Regions from separate parts of the Mus musculus genome. Here region 2 is linked to region 1. A link is a contact called in public HiChIP or PLAC-seq data. All regions are on one chromosome and are shown on one strand. The core of a region is the stretch at or near the end of the contact, and the rest is flanking DNA. Distances in the headings are between cores, read along the strand shown.

Region 1 (7,316 bases), core at 2,810-5,309:
CAATGCACACACATATAGCCACTCTAAACAATGCACCTAGCAACCTCAAAACCACTCAATCCCCCATTTGTATGAGTTACACACTCTCCCATCTCTGAAACAATGGTATACTTTCCCAACCTAACAATCAAAGTTACAATTTCTACTCAAGCGTATTTCCAATTTCCAAGTCTGACAATTCTAAGGGCCAATTAGGCTTGAAATGGTTTTAGATGCATGCACAGTGAGGAAAAAGTGCATCGTCTTGTAACCTTTTAAGGAGAATTTCTATTTACCATCGTATGCTTCTGCATAACTGGGTGTGCACAGGGTTAAAATCAGATGTAGAGGAACATGCACAGTAGAAAAATGATTATATAATCTACCCATCGATCAAAATAAAGAACTGTACCCATAGTAAACCAGGCTGCTCATCTCCAGGCTGTAGCCTGGGGCCTGAGTTATATTTACTCTTATGCTGTTAAGTATTATTGCCTTTAAACTGCTTTGCTGCAAATATCATGCTTCTTTAGTAAATGTACACACACACACACACACACACACACACACACACACACACACCCTTTTCAACTCTTGGATAAGAGGCCAAGAACCTGGAAACACCCAACCCAAACTCTGACCTCTCCAACAATAGGACAGAACAAGTGGAAAACTGCATATTTGCCTTCACAACTTGGGTGAAAGTCAATGCAGGGGCGCTCCAAGGTGCTCAGTGGCTAAGAACACTTAGTTCTCTCGCAAAAGACTAAGATTCGGTTCCCAGCCCTCACAGAGAGGCTTGCAACCTTCTGTGATTCCAGTCGGAAGGGATCTGATGCCTCTTCTGGCCTCTGGGACACTGCATGCACGTGGTGCAGACATACAAGCAAAACACCCATACACATAAAATAAATTTAAAGTTTTAAAGAGGAACAAAAGGAATCTGTAAGTTGTACAAGACCCATATAAGATGGAATTGACATTCTCAACACTTTGTGTGGGAGAGGGGCTCATGAGACCTGTGATAGTTTGAATGACACTGCCTCCATAGGCTCACATGTTTGCATAGTTGGTCCCTAGTTGGAACCAAGATTTGAAGGTACCTTGGAGGAGGTGGATCACTGGTGTTGGGCTTTAGGACTTCCTAAGATGATGTTCCCATTAGCTCTCTGCTTGTGGATTGAGATGTGAGCGCTTGGTTACATGCCAGGGCCATCCCTGCCGGCCTGGTGTCATACTGGTCATGAAATCTAACCCTCAAAGCCCCCAGTAAACTCTTCTATAAGCTGCCTTGGTCATTGCGTCTTATCACAGCAATAGGAAAGGAACTCTTTGAGGTAGGGAATAAAGGTGGCTGAGCTAGTGGGTAATGGATGCTCAGGGAGGGGACGTGATTTCTTTGGTGATGCAGTCTCTGGTAAACTGGCCATGCCTCCCCAATGCTCATGCATCTAAACTCAGTGGATCTTTCTGTGACTCTCTCTCACCCACCCACCCACATCATGAAAGTGAGGGGCCTTGGGGCCTTGCTACTTTTCAGAAGCATGTGAGGGATCTGGAGATAGGGCCCGGAAATAAACAGCAGAGCACCGAGGAAACAGCAACATGAAAGCAACACACATGTAATACAACCTGTGTTGATGTATATTAAATATAAAGCACGGGACATGGGAATTTGTTAATACTCTGTGTTTAATCAGCGTTCAAATTATCCTGAGCTGATAAAATTAAGCTGGATAGATGGGTCAGATTAAGCAAGATCATGGATTAAATTTAACACTATTTACCTTGTTTTATTCCAATTGATTTCTTTTTTATGGCTTTCATTCCGTGTAAAAGATAAAGAAGTTAAGGATGCACACTGAGCCAAACCTCTAAGTTTACTCTCTCTTTTAGGGGAGGGAAGGATGGTTTATAAATGTAAATCACTTCACAGAGTACAATCACAAAGCAACCAATACACGTACTCTCTAAGTATCACGCATTTAAAATTTTTCTGCTCTAGGATGATCTGTCTGCCCTTTTCCCAGAAGCTTTGGCTTTTAGTAATTCATTCATTCTCATTCTCTCTCTCTCTAATTCATTCATTCTCATTCTCTCTCTAATTCATTCATTCTCATTCTCTCTCTCTAATTCATTCATTCTCATTCTCTCTCTCTCTCCCTTCTTTTTTTTTAGTTTTTTGAGACAGGGTCTCTCTCCTTAGCCCTGACTGTCCTGGTGTAGACCAAGCTGGCTTTGGACTCACAAGATCCTCCTGCCTCTGTGAGTGCTGGTATTAAAGGTATGAGCCATTACACCCAACCAGATATTGGCTTTCTAAATCTGGGTTCTGATTCTTCCACAAGACAATTCTTGGGCACTAAAGCTAGTATCTGTTTTTGTTTTTTTGTTTTTCTTTTAAACTTTTCTCGAGATTCAAGAAAATTTAAGATAAAATACAGACCAAATTATGCAAACATGATTATGATATCTAACAGTAATGTGACTAGATAATCTACAAATGCATAAAGTACAAATGCATAAAGGCTTGTGCCCACAGCAAAACCTGCAAGGCTGATGAGATGTGGCTTAGCAGAATCTTATTGAGTGATTATTATCAGGGTGGGACATATATGTGTGTGTGTGTGTGTGTGTGTGTGCATGCATACAAATATAACTACGTTTACTCATTAATTTAGGTAGATATACTCAAGGGTTAAAAAATAGGCTGGATTTGACAGGAAGTGACAAGATAGGAAAAAATACTGCAACATACAAAATTAGGAAATGCAGAATCCAAGTGAGATCGCAAATTCCAACTGATTGACTCTAGAAGGTTCTTTTAAGTTGGACACTTCACAGATTAAATCTCGGGTATCACATTGCGATATATCGGTTTACAGCTGTTCTGTGGGTACCTTCTGGTGATCCAGAAATGAGTAGTTTATGCAAAACAGCTATAACCCCAGAAAGCAGATGTGGGACCACTTCAGTATTTACCTCTGAAAATACTATCAAACTCACACATTTACTGAGCAAACGGAACCTAAAAATCTGGAAGCCCACTAGGAAATGAAAGCTGAAAAAGGCTTTGCCCAATCCGTTCGCACAGGGAACCGATAGATCCAAGGGACATACGGCAAATAAAAGGTCTACCAGCACACCCGCAGCCCACATGATCACCTCACAGTTGGCTATGGATTTCCTGCAAAGCCCTGAACTCTTTCCAACAGAAGATACCTCCTTGGCAGGTGATACCATCTTTGGTTCAGTGGGTGGGGCCACGAACCGGAGAACGCTTTCAAGAAATCACAAAACGTTCACCTGGAAATCCGTATTCGACCCGCTAAAAGACCCAAAGGCTATCAGGACAAGTCCTTAAAGTTCTTAAAAGTCCCCGAGTTTCCTGACTATACTGGTCCTCAATTTAGGGGCTGAAGTTTATTCGACGCCAGGCGCTACTAATGCTACACAGTATTCAGTCAGGCGCGGCTTATCCCCCCCGACTTTGCGCAACTCTTAAAAACACCGAAAGCCGCAAAGCCTACTTTTCAGGGCACAGGAGCTGGCGAAAGCGACCCCAAGAAAGCGCTCCCTTTTCCATCCCCAGCTCCCGTGTACCCACACCTCCGCTAAAACTCCAGAAGAGGGCGTGCGTAGTTCAGGCTTTCCCGAGGCCGACAGACGCTCCCCGAGAAGTTCCACCCACCACACACGAACTTGACGCCCGGGTTTCCTACAGCAACCCCGGGGACTCACCGGTACGTGGTTGACACCTTGTCCTTTGGAAGCGATCAAGAGGATTTCCCTGAAGTCCATGTCTGGCCGAAGAGAAAAGCCCGGCTGGGCCGGGGACTCGGGACGCGGTGGATGCGAGTCTTGCCTCTCGCTGAGCCTAAGCGCTACTGACTGGCTTGCCTTGGTGGCCCTTCTCTCGCCGCCCCTCGACACCGACACTTCCGGCGCCTTCTAATGCCGTGTACCGCCCCCGCGCTGCCGCCGAATACGAAGTATGTGTGTGTATGTATACACACATACACACACACACTCACACACACACGCTCAGCGCCTCCGCAGCGCTCGCAAGTATTTGCGCAACTTCCGCTTTCGGAGATAAGACACGGAAAACGGGTACGTGGCCGTTGGCGTTGGCTCAAATGGGTGGGACTGAGGCTTTTACTAGCCAATCAGACGCAAAATGGCAGTTTAGGGGTGTGGCTAAAGGGGGCGGGGAGAGCGGTCAGCCCGAGGATCTTCGCGGCGAGAGAGGGTTTCAGTGTGAGATCCGGGGAGGGTGGGGTGGGAGGGGGGGGGGTGGAGAAGAAGAGAGACCCGACCCCCTTCTAGAGCTGGGCTCTGTAGGTGTCACGCGTGGATGTACAGATTCCAAATGACGGTATTCCAACAGCTGGTGCGACAGGTCTGGAGCAAGGGATCTCGGTTTCGTTTCGCTGGAGCCCCGAAGCTACGCATGCGCACAAGAATCCTGTCCCTGGGACGCCAGTTATCTCCTGGAGGCACCTGATGTTCTTTTAAAAACCTAGGGAAAGAGCGAAGACCTTCGTCACATGCCAAGCAGAACTTGACTCTGACGCACTGCAGAATATAGTGCATTCATTGGGAGTCTAGCCTGACTTTCTTTTGCGTTATCTTGAATTTGGTCATTTCGACTCAATAAAGTAGACGTGAATAACTAGGTATACCTGAGTCTGGGGGTGGGAATGGGCTACGGACCGGTTTGGTGTGATGGAAATACCCCTAAACTGGACTGTGGGGGTGGCTGCATTATTTACTATTTTTTGTACAGCTGAAAGGGTGAGTGTATACAATAGACCTTATTCTGTGATGATGTGAGCGCCTGTATTGGAATGGCTCCACTTCAGGCTGAGTAAAAGACCAAGATGAAGCCTGCCTTCCCCCTAGAATTTTAAATTTCCTTTCCTTTCCTTTCCTTTCCTTTCCTTTCCTTTCCTTTCCTTTCCTTTCCTTTCCTTTCCTAGACAAGGTTTGTCTGTGTAGCTCTGGCTGTACTGAAATTACTCTGTTGACTAGGCTAGCCTCACACTCACAGAGTTCCACCCGCCTCTGCTTCCCAAGTGCAAGGATTAAAGGCATGCACCATCACTGGCTGGCAGTGTAGAAATTTTTCTCTTCCTCAGCCTCAGATATCTTAAGAACCCGCCCCTAACTCAACATAATATTCCTTTTATAGATACTTTTTTTGTACTTATAGATGCTTTTTAATACATACGTATATACATTTTTGTGTGTGAGTGTTTTTGCCTGTATATTAGTAAGGGCTCCATAGAATACCAGAACTTAGTTGTGCACTACTAAACAGGGCATGTCTCTTCCATGTTAAATTAGCTCATCTGAGCTGCTGTAAATGTGTACCCATGAAACTGTCAGTAACTATATAGTAGTAATGAGCATGCGTATATGTGTGTGTGCGTGTGTGTGTGTGTGTGTGTGTGTGTGTGCGCGCGCACACGCATGCGTGTGTGTCAGAGAGAGAGAGAGAGAGAGAGAGAGAGAGAGAACATGCACAGTAGCTAATGTTAAATTACTGCCGCTGCTTGTGGTAATTCAGTCAGGAGTAAGGGAATGGCAGAACCCCTATCTGTATTAGTCAGGGTTCTTTAGAGTCACAGAACTTATGAAATGTCTCTATAGTGAGGGAATTTATTGTGATTATTTACAGTTTGTAGTCCAACGATGGCCAACTATGAATGGGAAGTCCAAGAATCTAGTACTTAGTCCCACAAGGCTAGTCGTCTTGGCTGGTCTTCTGTGGAAGTTCCAACAGATCTCCTAGCAAGTAAGTTAAGGCAAAAAAAAAAGTGATTCTTCCTTCTTCCAGTGTCCTTATATAGGCTCCAGCATAAGGTGTGGCCTTGCATAAGGTGTGGTCCAACGTAAGGTGTGGCCCAGATTAAAGGTGTGTGTGTACCACCAAGCCTGGATCTGGGACTTGCTTTGCCCCAGGCTGACCTTGAACTCAGAAATTTCCTTGCCAAGATCCAGGTCAGAAACTTGTGTCTTCCAGCTTCAAGATCTGGATCACAGGTGAGCCCTCCAATTCTGGATTGTAGTTCATTCCAGATATAGTCAAGTTGACAACCGTTACACTACCTTTACAAGGAGAAACAATTAATTCAGCAGATTGATCATGAGTAACTATAACACAGAAAGTAGTAACCACTGATTAAGGAAAGTGCAGAGTGGAGCGTTGCTAGAGTTTGCAAATAAATGGCAGTTAAAACCTTTCTTATGCTTCTGAAATTGGATTTAGTTGGGTCTCCTATACTTCAGCTGGCAAAATTAGAATTTAATAGAGTTGCAGTTGGAACGTGAGTACAGATTGAATCAAGGACTTAGCAGGTATATTTACGGTGATAAGAAATAAGATTGTTAGCTGGGCAGTGGTGACTCATGCCTTTAATCCCAGCACTTGGGAGGCAGAGGTAGGCGGATTTCTGAGTTCGAGGCCAGCCTGGTCTACAAAGTGAGTTCCAGGACAGCCAGGGCTATACAGAGAAACCCTGTCTGAAAAAACAAACAAACAAACAAACAAACAAGAAATAAGATTGTTGTGCCAGGGAAATGTTGGTGATCCCCCAAAACACACAAAGAAGCCAATATGATGCAACTCATAGAAGGGTCTTTATTCTGTTCGAGCTAGCTTGGGCCCCCCACCACTGTCACACAGGACAGTTTTGGTAGTTCGGGAGCCCGGAATGTCTATCAGGGCAAGGCTTAATAGTAAGCAGCAAGCAGGGAATACATGTACAAGCATCTAATTGGAAAGCTCCCGTGGCCTTTAACATAATTGGTTGGTGCTGGGAATGCTCCCTTCTGCATTGGTGGTCGTTAGGCAAGGGGTGGGCTTGTAAGCTGGGGTGCAGTTTGTTTGGGGACTAACCTGGAGCTGTTGGTCTTGGGGGTGAGCCTAGAGACTGGAGCTAGGCTCAGGTTTTGTTGGGGAGCAACTTGTAAACTAATGCTATATACAGCCTATTAGCCTACCTGAGTTCAAACTTAGGTCAGGTTCTCTAAAATGAAGTCTGAATTTAAAAGCTTTGGCATCTCAAGATCAGGGGCTGGAGAGATGGCTCAGCAGTTAAGAGCAGCGTTTGCACTTCCAGAGTTCCTGAGTCCAATTCCCAGCAACCACATGTGTACTCACATAAAATAAATCTTTTTTTAAAAAGAAAGATCAGAAATGTGACGAAGGTTGAGAAGGTATTGAGAGCCAGAGTAGGAAGGTAGGAAGCAGCATTTAAAACAGCAGTCAGAGCTTGGATAGTTGCAGTCGCCTTTAATCCCAGCACTTGAAATGTAGAGACAGGTGAATC
Region 2 (7,316 bases), core at 2,067-4,566, 96 kb after region 1:
AAAGGCCGAGCACTTCGTGCTTCTCTGGAGTGGAGGCTCTAAACTATGAGGGTGAAAAGCTTCAGTGAGACTCTATGGGTGCATTCCCTGTGCCAGCCACCATGCTGAGAAACAAGGGAACAGACATCGGATACCCTGGGGTGATGGGGTCCCAGGAACCCTAAGGGCCTGAGACCTAAGCACGAAGACCCACGGAAGATGAGCGTTTTCTCATTTGACCTTCTCATTTCCCTGATGAAGAACTGAAGCTCCAGGGTATAAGAGTCTTTCTGTTTTATTTTTGAGACAGGGTCCCATATAGCTTAAGTGGCCTTGAACTCACTATGTAGCTGAGGATGACCTTGAACTCTGGATTTGCCCACCTTTATCTCCTTAGTGTTGGGATTACAGGTGTGCACCACCACCTCCTGGTTCTGAGGTTTGCTCCTAAAAGTCTCTCATGTTGCTCCCTCATTAGTAAGATAGCAAAGAGGTTCTACAGGGGGCCTCCTGAGAGTCGGTGGCCTAAGACTCACAGCAGTGGCAGGCCATGTCCTAGCTTGGAGTTCTTCAGCAGTTTTGGCTAAATGACCTCAGAAATCCAAATCCATGGCTGTCTATTATTTTTTTCTTAGGATAAAGGACAGATGTCCTAGTCATGGCCAGTAGGAATGGTCTAGCACCTCCGGGCTCCTGTGCATCTCTTAAGGCTCCATTTACAATGCCTGCCTTCAGGTTGTCTGTTGAACTGGTCTGAAACCAGAGGGTATGCTCCAAGATGCAAAGCTCAAAGAAAATTGTACGTAGTCTCTGAATAGTCTAGTTTGCTTTATACTGCAGTGATAAACACTATGACCAGAAACAATTCAAGGAGGAGAGGGTTTATTTCATCTTACGGTTTACAGTCCCTTATGGATGGAGGTCAAGGCAGGAACCTGGAAGCAGAAGCTAAAGCAGGTTTCACAGGTACTGTATGGGGGCATCCTGAAGGACTGATAGTATTGCTGCTGCTTATTGGCTTGCTCCCGTGGCTTACTTACTCTGTTCTCTTATACAGTCTAAGATCACCTGCCTTGGGGTGGTACCACCCACAGTGGGCTGGGTCCTTCCACAGTAATCATTGATCAAACTGCCCTACGGATTTGCCTACAGACAATCTGATGGAGACAGTCTCTCAATTGAGATTTCCTCTTTTCAGATGACTGATTCTAGCCTGTGTCAAGTTGACAACAAACAAACAAATAAACAACCCCATCACAGTGAGGGAGGAGTAATGTCATATTTCTCTCCTGTGTGATTGATGAGAAGAGTGAGGTAAGAGATGTGGCTGCATGCCCATTATTAGAGGGGAAGAAAGGCCAGGTATTCAGGGACATAAAGAGAGCATTTGCATCTATTAGGAGCAAAATATCAAGGAACTTAGACTCATGGATAATACTGAGTAACAAATCGAGATCCAACACAGTGCAGGAACAACTTGACTTAGGACTGAGTTACTGCCCATGAAGCTCAGTACAAGTTGAAACCATCCTACGTAGACATGTTTTTATCCCACCTGACCTGCTGAAAAGCAAGCTTAGCAATCAGGCGGAACGTCCGTGATTTACCCTGCTGATCTGACTGACCAGAAAGAAGCCTCAGATCATCGTTCCTGCCCAGAGCCCTGTTAAGAGTAGCGCACTGTATGTTGCTAGCATGGGAGAGGATCCAAATGTGAGGTTCTGTTTCTTCTGCTTCACCTTCACCTTCAAGTCAGAAAGAACTTTAGTTCCAACCATTGTAAGACACGGATTGTCTATTCAATATACACAATTTGAAAATAGAGAATGAAATGTTGAAGTTCTTCAGCAAGGGCAGGAATAAGAATGAATGTTAGACACATGAGCTATGTATAGAGGGCACAGCAGAGAGCAAAGGAAGCAAGTGCAGGAAGCCAGACAGGGGCCTCATGTGGACCACTGAAGAAGCATGGCCTGCCTTGCTGGAAGCTCTCAATACCCTCCCCACCTCCAAGGAAACCAGAAACCAAACCACTGAACTAGAAATTGGTCCGGTGTCTAAAGAGAAAGACAGGACAGACAGGGCCTTTTGTTCTGTCTCCTAAGTCTGGGGGAGCTGGAGAGATCCTGCTTGGGAATCAACACCTCCCAGAAGGAAAGGCTCATGGATCTGGTTGCAGCATAGATGATTGTCAAGGAGCCTTTGAATCTCCCTTTACCTGAGTGGGCTCGCCAACATGACCTCTGAGTCATTTTGTCGGTTTTCTACAAGGAAACAGGATGCCCTGGTTTTTTTTCTGGTCAGCTGTCTCTACAGAGGTCTCATAGGATTAACCAGCCCTTATTCATGGACTTGGGTGAGTCCCAGGTTTGGGGTCTGTCAACAATGCAAGCAGGGGTAAGGGTGCCCTCCAACCTACAACTACCATTTAATTAGCATTTTGGGATGGTTCATTGTTATATCCTAAGACTCTGTCTCTTTGAATTATAAGGATTTAACTGTGTTAAAAGATGGACATTTTATATTCATGGTTTAAGACTGATGGCACACTAGCCCATATATACAATTATATAGAATTTAACTTGCAAATTGAACAATGAAAGATACAAAGAAGGAAGCATACTGAAATATTCTAGTGGGTTGAAAATGAAGCTGGATGGAGGGTGATAGTTACATTAAGCTTTACTAAAAGCTTTTCAAATTTAATTATTCATCTTTTAAGCAATATAGTAGACAGCCCCCAAGGTGGCCCTCAATGATCCCACCTCCTGGTATTCATAACCCTGTGCAGTCTCTCCCACATGATAACCATGTTAGGCTCTGTGGCCAAAAGCACACAGCAGAAGTGAAGGCATAACACTTCTATGATTAGGTTAGAAGAGACTGTGACTTCCATCTGGGGTGCTCTCTCCTGCATGGCATGCTCTCTGAAGTCACCCACACTGGGGGAACCAGTGTCTTATTGGGTCGCTATGGAAGGGTCTGCTTGGAGAGGAACTGAGACCAACAGGCTGCAGGAATAGGAGGCATGTTAACAGCTGTGGGTGAATTTAGATTAAAGCAGGTGTTTGGCTTCAGCTAAGTTTTGAGATTACTGTACAATGACTAACATATTGAGATGTTCTGAAAGGCTAAGCCAGAACCATAAGCCCTTTAAATCATCCCTGGACTCCTGAGTAAAAAACACAGTAAGATAATGAATGTTTAAAGCTGTAAAGTTTTTGGTAACTTGTGCAACAAAATTTGCCTAACACAGGCAGCCTTACCCCTTTCTGAGATGACAGACTTCCTGAGATGACAACATGCTGGACTCACATCCTCTTGGCTGGGTGTGGCTATGGTGGGTGTGGCTATGGTGGGTGTGGCTATAGTGTGCCTTGCTGCTGGGCTCTAGGACCATTGGTGTGGGCTGGTAGAGGGAGGAACTGGGTTAGGTGGACAGAAGAAGTGCAGTCCCAAATGGCCTTGTTTGTAATGGAGAAATGGTCTCTTAAAAATTTATATTTTTAATTAAGTAAGTGCCTTTTTTTGAATGTATGTTTGCCATGGCATGTGTGTGGAAGCCGGAGGGCACCTTGCAGGAGTGGGTCTTTCTTTCTACCATGTAGTTCTCAGGGATTGAATTTAGGTCATGAGATTTAGTAGCAAGCACCTTAATCTGACAATCTCTCTTGCTGGGTCAGAAATGGCTTGTTTTAAGGAAGGTGATAATCAACTGGAATTTGGCAAAAAACAAAACAAAACAAAACAAAACACAAAAAACAAAACCAAAAACCAATCTGTCTTAACAGTCACAGTCAGCCTCAGCCTGAGTGGGGTGGGCCGATGTTTAGAGATGTGAAATGATTTGTTCAGGATCCCAAGCTTTGAAAGGAAGGGCTCAGATTCATATCCGGGTCTGAATCTAACAATAGAAAGCAGATAAAGTGAATAGACTCTGGTTTACAAGGTCCATGCACGTACCAGCTCACTGTGGCCTCACAACTGCTGTGGGAAGACCAACTTCCCCACTCTCCAGTGCAGGAGAGTGACCTGAGGGCTGGAGTGGTTGGTGCAGGGACTTGTCCTGGTCCAGCTATGAGAGTGACGCCAGGCACTTGGGCAGATGTGCTCAGCACTGCCATTACACCAGGAGAATGGCTCTTAGTTTGCTTATGTTTAAAAGACTGCTTTCTTTCCTCTTTGACTAGGTATCCCTCTCACAAGTGAGGGGTCCATGAAGCCAAGAAGACATTTGTTTCCCCCTTTCTACCCACATCCAGAGCTTCTCTGTGTGTCCTGGCCTGAGTCTGGCTGTTGAGTATGGTGTTCTCTCTTCTTGTTTCCTATAAGCAACAAACTGCTCTGTGCACTTCTACTTTGCAGAAGGTGTGTTTGGAGCTCAGATGCATGGGCCAGAGTGCCCCTGCGCATAAGTGCATGTGAGCATCCTTATGGTGGATAGAGCCAGCTAGGCTAGTTTTGGTTTTCTCCAAACCTTGAATCTTAATGCAGAATGACAAGGAGTCATAATTAGCTCCTGGCTTAACTTATGAACCTGGCTTTCCAACTCCTTACAGATGAATATTGTCCAGATAGAAGGATGTAAAATATTCCATTTCAAAACATATTGGCTCTATTTCCAACTTTAATTTATTTTGGTATAGCACACAGTGGCCTAACAAGTGTTGGAGAGGAGTCTGCACACAGCCGTGCTTTTTACAAGCAAGTAGAAAAGCCAAAGACTTAAGATAGGCAGAAGTGCGGTGTTGATATAAGGAAAGGCTTGGAAAAACAATGGGGGTAGGAAATGGGAGAAAGGAATTGATATTTAAGAAAGAAACCAGTGTAAGAGGAGCAGAGGAGATGATGAAGGACGCCATGGCAGATGAAGGTGGTGTAGATTCTTGAACTTGGTCCATCAAGAGGAAACATGTTTCTTCCTTTACTTTCGTCTGGGCTGAGAGTATGGCTAGCTCTGATCAGTAAATCAAAATAATACTATAGTTTCTGAGGCTTAGGAAATATGAAGCACCAGTTTCTACCCTCTTGGGGTGTTCTATCTTAGAAGTCAGCTGCTATATGAGAAGTCCACGTACTCGCAACTACCATGCTGTGAGGTAACCCAGGCTAACTAAAGAGAGAATGAAGCCAAGTGGCAGAGACGGAGGCACCAGGTGCATACGAAAAGTTTTCTCTCGGACATTATTTCCCTGGTCAGCAGCAGGTGAGCGCAGCCCAGTGGATTACCTCAGCTAATGTGGAACAGAAGAACCCCTGGCGGATTCTTGCCTGATCCTTTAGCTTTTGAGCGGGTTAAGATGGTCTCTGTTTGAAGCCACTAAGTTTTGAGACAGTTTATAAGGCAGTGATAGGCTGAGATCTGTAAAGAAGAAATGAGCCCAAGTCAAAGGACAAGGTTGAAAGGGCGCGCTTTACGAGGAGGTTATAAAGAATATATTGAGAGCTATGGTGACTGGATAAAAAAGGAGAGCATCTGTCCCCACGTGTCTTAGGAATGGAATGAATTCTCACCTGTCTCAGTGGGCTTTGGCATCAACCTTTGTGAAGGCAGCAGCCGCTGAGACTCTTTTTTAGTGTCTCTGCACACCCAGACAACTCCCTACAACATCATAGCCATGTCCACCTCTGTGAAGCTAACAGGGCAGAGGTTGTTCTCTTGCCAGTTGTTGGTCCCTTTCCTATTTGATTTACAACAGTACTCTTGTCTGAGGCTACATTGGCTCTGTGAGCTCTCAGACCTGTGGTGGACAGTCATGGAAGCTATGCTGCTGAAGGCCTGGTCAGAACTGGAAGTTTGAGCCCTGGAGCAGGCTTAGAAAAAATGAAAGATTAATATTTTTATTTTTTCTGTTCATGCTCCATATTATGGAATGACTACCATCGTTATTAGCTACCGTTTATGGAATACTGTGCAACAAACACTTTCGATCTATTAAGTCATTCATTAACTTAACCTTACATCTTATATCTATCACCATTTGTAGTTGAGAGAATAGACATTTGAGGTCAACTCAGATGATCTACCTAAGGCCATGGTGCCAGTTAGTGACAGAGCTAAAACATGAACCCAGGTCTGTCTACCTCCCCAAAGCACTTCAAGGCTCATCCTCTTGGGTTCCTGCTCTCACTTCTGCCTTGGTGTCAGGAAATAGTTAAGATCCACCACTGTTGACTGGTGGATACTTGGCTAAGGCCTCTTCTCAAGGCAATGATATTATAAAATGTCACTTCATTAGTGTCTTAGCACATCCTAACAGTGCTTTGTTTATAATGGCCCAAAGGCTCAAATTATCAGTCAGTGTAAACATCTCTAAATGCATTAGAAGTTCTAAATGAAAACAGAAGCATCAATGTAGTAAAGGAATAAAAACCAGCAGAAAGGGGCTAGGGGTCACTGCAGAGTTAGGATAAGCAAGCCTTCATGAGTACAGGTCTCAATCTTCTCTATTCCATAAAATGGCACCCAGGATAAGCAATTGCTTCTTGTTGAGGCCAAGATTGCTTCCCTGGGTTCAGACAATAATCCACTGAACACTAGTCAGTCTACATATAGAGTACTATGCCTAGTGCTGGGCTGGGACCTGCCTTCAAGTTATCAAGACTGAAGATGGAAGCAGGGCTCATAAGCTACCCGCCCAAGAAGTCATCTCTGACCCTACCCAAAGGACAAATTCTAGGCCTTCACTGTACACTTGAAACCTTGTGTGAATATCAAACACTTAACTCTTAGGGTAGCTGGGACGATCATGACTCTAATCAGCTATAGGGGCTCTCTGGGGTACCTTGGTCTCAAGAGCAATGTCATTCTTAGATGTGGGACTTGCATTTCCTCTCATTAGGCCATACCATTCTTTTAGGGCAATAATTTACAAGGTCCAGGTGCCCATGCACCTACCTGGTGTCCATGCCTTCTTCTCAGGCAGTACTCTGATAATGAGGTCTTCAGAATTCCCTTTTATCATGACCTGATGCCTATATGATTCCCCCCCCCCCCCGGCCTTAGGAGCATCATTTTGAGGGTACATACTAATTGAGGTGAATTGTGGATCATGATTAGTTATACAGTGTGATGTGCCTATGTGCATACATGCAAGGGCCCTTGCAGTAAGAGATTGGCCGGGAGGTGGCATACCATTAAAGACCTCCCTTGTAAAATTCAGGAGTCAGCTTGTCCATGAGTCTGCTCATTGGAGACACTGAAAGCGAGACTTAATGATGTCACTTGATAGTGTGGCCTGCTCATCACTAATGTGGCGTCAGCATTTTCTACCTCCTGTGTACCCAAAGGAAGCGGTTGGATTTGAGGCTAGGGCCATGGCAATGCTGGCTGGGGG

The links. HiChIP or PLAC-seq counts read pairs in DNA pulled down with a chosen protein or histone mark.
Region 2: an H3K4me3 HiChIP or PLAC-seq map of bone marrow-derived macrophages shows a contact between it and region 1, with 2.6 times the contacts expected there. The contact joins the enhancer-like site here to the promoter of Spty2d1 in region 1. A contact is called at or near these places in 5 of 39 promoter capture datasets (the 3T3-L1 cell line, the HPC-7 cell line, cranial neural crest and 2 more), 3 of 15 datasets of contacts at CTCF or cohesin (CD8 T cells, the NIH/3T3 cell line and large pre-B cells), 6 of 484 Hi-C or Micro-C datasets (B cells, Th1 cells, bone marrow-derived macrophages and 2 more), 5 of 115 datasets of contacts at active chromatin or transcription factors (CD8 T cells, the SCID.adh cell line, bone marrow-derived macrophages and 2 more) and 3 of 9 other capture datasets (adipose tissue, liver and pancreatic islet).

The regions. Positions count from the first base shown.
Region 1 is chr7:47,004,355-47,011,670 of GRCm38.p6, forward strand. It overlaps Spty2d1 (SPT2 chromatin protein domain containing 1), which reads right to left and starts at 4,060. Exons shown (of 6, transcript NM_175318.4): 1 at 3,721-4,060. The coding sequence starts at 3,780. Gm32031 (predicted gene, 32031) reads left to right here and starts at 4,200. Exons shown (of 2, transcript NR_166573.1): 1 at 4,200-4,239; 2 at 4,370-4,654.
Region 2 is chr7:47,100,930-47,108,245 of GRCm38.p6, forward strand. The region is part of intron 2 of Ptpn5 (protein tyrosine phosphatase, non-receptor type 5); the gene reads right to left. Gm14377 (a long non-coding RNA gene) reads left to right here. Exons shown (of 4, transcript XR_003946769.1): 1 at 1-2,335. Among named protein-coding and RNA genes, the nearest start is that of Gm14377, 9.0 kb to the left of the region's middle. Within about 2 kb of position 3,317, at least 82 of the 459 cell types and tissues checked have an H3K27ac peak or open chromatin away from gene starts, as enhancers often do. A contact at or near this core is called in B cells, CD8 T cells, Th1 cells and 2 more, where this site is marked.